Regions from separate parts of the Anser cygnoides genome. Here region 2 is linked to region 1. Evidence: chromatin contacts called from public Hi-C data. All regions are on one chromosome and are shown on one strand. Each heading gives the region's core, a stretch centred on a gene start, on an enhancer-like site or on the middle of the called end of the contact. The rest is flanking DNA. Distances are from core to core; before and after follow the strand shown.

Evidence for each region. A called contact is a pair of places that touch in the nucleus more often than the background predicts.
Region 2: a Hi-C map of liver shows a contact between it and region 1, with 4 times the contacts expected there. The contact joins the promoter of MPC1 here to the promoter of AFDN in region 1. A contact is called at or near these places in 2 of 7 Hi-C or Micro-C datasets (both in liver).

Annotation. Positions count from the first base shown.
Region 1 is chr3:46,714,471-46,717,170 of Taihu_goose_T2T_genome, forward strand. It overlaps AFDN (afadin, adherens junction formation factor), which reads right to left and starts at 1,373. Exons shown (of 32, transcript XM_066994117.1): 1 at 932-1,373. The coding sequence starts at 1,042.
Region 2 is chr3:47,424,882-47,427,581 of Taihu_goose_T2T_genome, forward strand. It overlaps MPC1 (mitochondrial pyruvate carrier 1), which reads left to right and starts at 1,291. Exons shown (of 5, transcript XM_066994130.1): 1 at 1,291-1,411. The coding sequence starts at 1,341.

The sequences.
Region 1 (2,700 bases), core at 123-2,622:
ACGGGGAGCAGCGCAAGGGGCAAGAACCCCCACACCGCCCTCAGCCAGCCTTCTGGAAGCGGCGTGCGACAAGCACCGCAAACATCCAGGGCACTCGTTTTCAAGCTATCGTGACTGGAAAAAAACAAAACAAACAAAAAAAAAAAAACCAACAACGTGGAGTCGCACCCAAGACTTTTCCGTGGCCGGCCCAGCAGCCTGGGCGCAGGAGTAGGCTGCGAGGCCAAGCCTCCACGGTTCACCGGAGACTTGTGTTAATAAACAACCCGGATCAGGGCCAGGCCAGGAGCAAGTGTGAATTTCCTCCTCCTCCTCCTCCTCCTCCTGCCGTGGGCACACGCGTGACGGGCCCCCACGCCGGAGGGGGGCTGCGCTGCGGGGCACGGCCTGTTATTTTCCATATATTTTCTTTAAAAAGTAAACTCAGCCTGCCTGAACCCCTGGAAACGCCCATCTCGCCGGGAAGAAATGACCCGCTGTGTTTTTCCGGTACGGCCACACGTGAACCGGGGACCTGCTGCCGGTGCCGGGGGCTCCCGCAAGCCCCCCCCCCCCGGCGCTGGGCAGGGCAGGTCCCCTGGCCGGGGCTGGCTGCCCGCACAAAGCCGCGGCAGCACCGAGCACAAAGGGCCCGGCCGCCCTGCCCGTGCCGGGGGGCTGCGGGCACACACACACACACGGGGCCCCCCCGGAGGTGCCCGCGGGCGGCTGCGGGCTCCCCGCTCCGCCCCCCCGCGGGCTGGGGCAGGGGCCGCGGAGCCCCCCCGTGAGGCCGGGGGGCGGCGGCGGGCGCGGCCAGGCCCGGGCGCGGTGCTTCACCTCCGGGCGGGCCGGGCCGAGCCGTGCCCCGGAGGCGGTGCCGGGGCCACCCGGGGGGGGGGGGGGGGGGCACACACACGCTCCCGGGGGTGCCGCCGGTGGGGTCGCTCACCTCGGTGGGGGCGCTGATCTCGAACAGGTCCAGCCGGTTCGCGTTCCAGTGGTTGATGATGTCGGCGAGTTTGCGCCGCTCCTCCTCCCGGCTGCCGCCGCCGCCCGACATCCTCGCCGAGCCCGGTGCTGCCGCCGCCGGGGAGCCGAGCCGAGCCGAGCCGAGCCGGGGCCGCGGCCGGGCCCTCTCCGCCGAGCCCCGGGCGAGGGGCGGAGGCGGGGGGCGGGCAGGGGGGGGGTCCCCCGGTGCCGGCCGGGGAGGGGGGGAGGGAGGGGCCGGCTCTGCCCTCGGTGGTGGCGGCCGCCGCGGAAACGCCCCGGGTCGCGGCTGCCGATAGCGATCGGCCCCGGCGGACGGCGGGGAAGGAGAGAAAGAAAAAGGGGGAAGGGCGGGGGGCGGGGAGGGGAGGAGGAGGAGGAGGAGGAAGGAGGAGGAGGAAGGAGGAGGAGGAGGAAGGATGCCCCGACTCGGCGGCGGCCGCCGCGGTGTCTCCCGGCTCGGCAGCGCCCGTCCCCTGCCGCCTGCCCCGAGCCGCGCCGCCGCCTCTCCCCGCCCCGGTATCGCCCTGCCGTCCCCTCCCGTCCCCTCCCCGCGCACACCGTCCCGTGCGCGCCCCCGCCCGGCGGCCCGCGCGCCCTCCTCCCCTCCCTCCCGCTCGCCGTGCGCGCGCGCGCTCGCTCCCGCCGGCCGCCACCTCGCGGCGGCGCGCACGGGGTCGGTGCCCCCTCCGCGGCCGGTCCGTGAGGGGCGGCGGGGGGCGGCCCCCGGCGCCGGGCGGGCCGCGGGCGCTCGGCTGGTGCCTGCCGCGGGCCGGCTGCTGGCCTCAGCGTGTGGGATCCGGCGTCTGGGTCCGGCTTTGTTCGTCACCTGCCGGGCTCGGCGGCCAGCCCTGGTGTCGCGGCTGGGTTTGCTCCGGGCGTCCTCTGAACGCGGGGCTCGGTTACCTGAGCACTCGTGCACCTCTTTGGGTTGGGGGGGGGGGTTCAGGTGGTTAAATGAAAGGGGGAAGTCCTGCTTCTTCTTGGTGTGCCTGGCCAAGCGTTCCGAGCTGCTCTTTGCCGAGGGGGTTCAGATTAGTGGGTTTTGCTGATGGAGTTTTGATTGGCTGGGTTATTTGAAGAAGGAGATTCCTCAGAGGCCTTGTCTACATTAAGCAATTAAATTATTGTTTTTATCCGGCAGTATAGCTCCCGTATAAGTACCAGCAGTTCTGGTTTTACAGGTGAAGGTCAGTTACACTTCTGCCCTACATCTGTAACTGTGCCGTGTGGGAGCTTTGCAGCCCCAAGGACGCCAGAGAGCCTATTTCTCAGGTCCCGAACTCTGGGAGATGTTCAAAGGCCTCCTGAGAGCCCTGAGAGAATTGGGGGGGACGAGGGAGGGCACTTCTAGTAACATCAGACTCCTAAAAATATCTTTTACTCCTTTTAAAAGGAAAGTGTAGGGAGAACCAAAAAAAAAAAAAAAAAAGATTCTTTATATAAAATTATCCTGGATGCTTTTTTCCCATATCCAGGTAGATCGTGCCACCGGATAACGTAGGTTGTTCTGGCAGTGCCTACAAAGCTCAAGAACCGGCGTGGATCTGCAATTCAGTAGCCCAGAACCCAGGCAGATAGCTGCATGCTCCACTGGCGGACAACATTTGGAGAACAGTCTCTTGATTTGGATGCTTGGCTGCGTCTAGATATTGGTAAAACTGGATTGTTCAAGACACAGGGTGAGAAACAGGGGCTGCATTACTTCAAGATCAGGAAGGACACTTCTAG
Region 2 (2,700 bases), core at 41-2,540, 710 kb after region 1:
GTTTGACTGAAACGTTATGAACCACGTTGGGACTGTCTTAAGAAAGATGTAAAGATGTAGGTAAGAGTCTAGATGGAGTAAGGAAAATGATACAAGACTAAAAAGCCTGTGAGAAAAGGCTGATAAAACTTGTGTATTCTTGGGATAAACTCTAAAGAGTCTTCCAAAGCAGATGGAAGATTTTTTTTCTCCTTTATACACACAGTCAAGAAAAAGGTTCATGTATTCTCAGTAAAGAAGAACTAGGCTTTGTTTCAGTTAAAATTGTAGCTCAAAAACTATTGACTGAAAGAGGCTTTGTAGTATATGAGGAATCCCTGCACGTGACAGTCTGTTTGCACACACTGGAATCATTTCCACAGCCCCTTCCTGTTTCAGCGCAAGTCAGATCAACTCAGACAAATGATTCCTTGAGACCTCTTTCTGATTCACACTTGTTTCTAACTGAGGAGCCTCAATAGGCCATGGAAATATGTTGGGCTACATCTTGGCATTGTGTAACGCTGTGTATCAGGAGGATTAAAGCTTCTCTTCCCACACAGCAGTGACTGTGTGGTGGTGTATCATGTTAAGGGTATCTAAAAAGGAGAGGATGTGCAGAGACTCTGCCTTTCCTCAAACCTGCTGCCCTCCAAGCAAGCAATGAAGGGGAGAAGGGGGAAGAACTCCCTTTATTTTTTTATTTTTCCCCAAGATCCTGCCAGGAAGAGGAGGGAAGCAGAAGGGGATAGAGCAGCAGCGGTCGCCAGGGTTTCCTGCAGAGCACAGGCATGGCCCTGGCTGCACTCAGCGCAGCTCCAGACTGTAAAACCCAGGCTGCAAATCTTCGGCCAACAGTCGGAGCAGATAAACACCCATTTCACTATCTCTAGCGCAGCGAGCGAAGATAAACGGAGCCGCTCGCACGCAGGTATTTGTTTGACCACCCCAAGCTTTATGGAGACGCTATTAGCGGGGTTAGAGTTTATCTGCCACTCCAAACAAGCAGCCTCTGCTCGCGTAGGAAATGGAAAGTGCTTGCGGCCGCGAGCCCTGCCCCGGCAGGGAGTGAAGCCGGCCCGTGCCGGCCGCGCCCCCGCCGCCCCTCGCGAAGCGTGGCTACCGTCATGGCGGCGCCCGCCCCACCTCCGCCTCACGCCCCCAGCCCAACCGCCACAACGAACGCCAGAGAGGGGGCGGGGCCTCACCTCAGGAGGGGGCGGGGCCTCGAGCTTCCAGCCAATGAGAAGCGAGATCGGCGGGCGGGGAGGCGGGGGCGGTGCGCGCGAGGCCATAAAGCGGGCGGCGGGGGCGGGCGGCGGGAGCGGCGGGTGCGGGCGCTGCCGGCCGGCGGTGGCGCCATGGCGGGGGCGCTGGGCCGCAAGGCCGTGGAGTACCTGCGCAGCAAGGAGTTCCGCGACTACCTGATGAGGTGGGGGCGGGCAGGGGGCCGCCGGCACCGCGCTGTGGGCCGGCGGGAGGCGGTGGGCCCAACGGGCCGGGGGTGGCGGGGGGCAGCCCGGGGGGGCGGGGGCGGGTGTCGTGTGACGGGCCGCTGCCCGCGGGGTAAACCCGCAGGGTAAAAGCTCGGAGCTTGCGAGGTGGTTGGGGGGTCAATAGCGCCGGGGTGGCCCGCCTGGGAGAGGGGACGGACGGCCCTGAGGGGAGGTGAAGGTCAGAGCGGGCTGCTGCGTGTGTGCCTGCCTTCTGAGGGCCTGGGTAAGCTTCGTAGGCGCGGCTCATAACATTAGCATTTAGTTAGGTGTTCCAGAACTCATCTGGATTCATGGTAAAACAGCAGCCTGCACCCTGAGTAAAGAAACAAACCAGTGCTGGCAGGGGTGATTGCTTCCTAGTGCCACCAAGGTTAACAGCTGGAGGTATCTCTTTCGTTACCAAAGGCTTAAAGGCAGTGGGAAAAAATGAGCTGGATTTTGTTCTAGTCCTGAAATAAGCTAAGGCTGTATTGCAAAAAAGCATTCCTTGGAGTTCTTGCTTATTGGGATGAGTCCTGCCTGGTGTACGAAGATACCTGCTTACTTTGTACTTCTGTTATTCAGTATGTCATGAAGGGCATAAGTCAGTTGTGCCATCCACTGCAGCCTTTCAGCATTGTTTCCTTGCTTTCTAGGAGCCAAGTGTGTGTTCTTGATTGTGCCCTTTGCTGAGATTAACATTTAGATAGCTGTCAACAAAGGACTGTAGTCTCTGCTGTAAGAGAAATGCAGTGTGTATATTTAGGAGCTGTGTATATTTAGGAGCTGTGTCTCTTTGCATTCCTTCCTGAAAGCCCTTGCTTCGCCAGCCTGCAGCACTCTTTCTGTCCCAAAGAAAATTCTCTTCTTGTCTCTCTCAGAGCAAGGGTTTCCTCAAAGCTATGAGACTATGATATATGTTCTAGAAAACAGCATCTAATCGCTACAGTAAAGCAAGGCTTTGGAATGTGTAACTCACTTGTGGGAAGAGGTGACTGGAATTCCTGCTTGCAACACCTGTGCTGTGCTCAACTGCTTGACCCTAGATAGAATAACTGCAGTTACCCAAAGCAGTGGAATTCAGTGTGGCAGTGCCTGGTGTGACACTTATGGCTTGGGGCAGTCAAATCTTACAGACATCTATCAGGATAAGCAGCTTCGGTTTCAGCTTTGTCACTGGAAATCATGAAAGCCAGTGTAATGAAGGCATGCTGCTTTTCTCAGGTGGTTACATCTGGCACCAGTG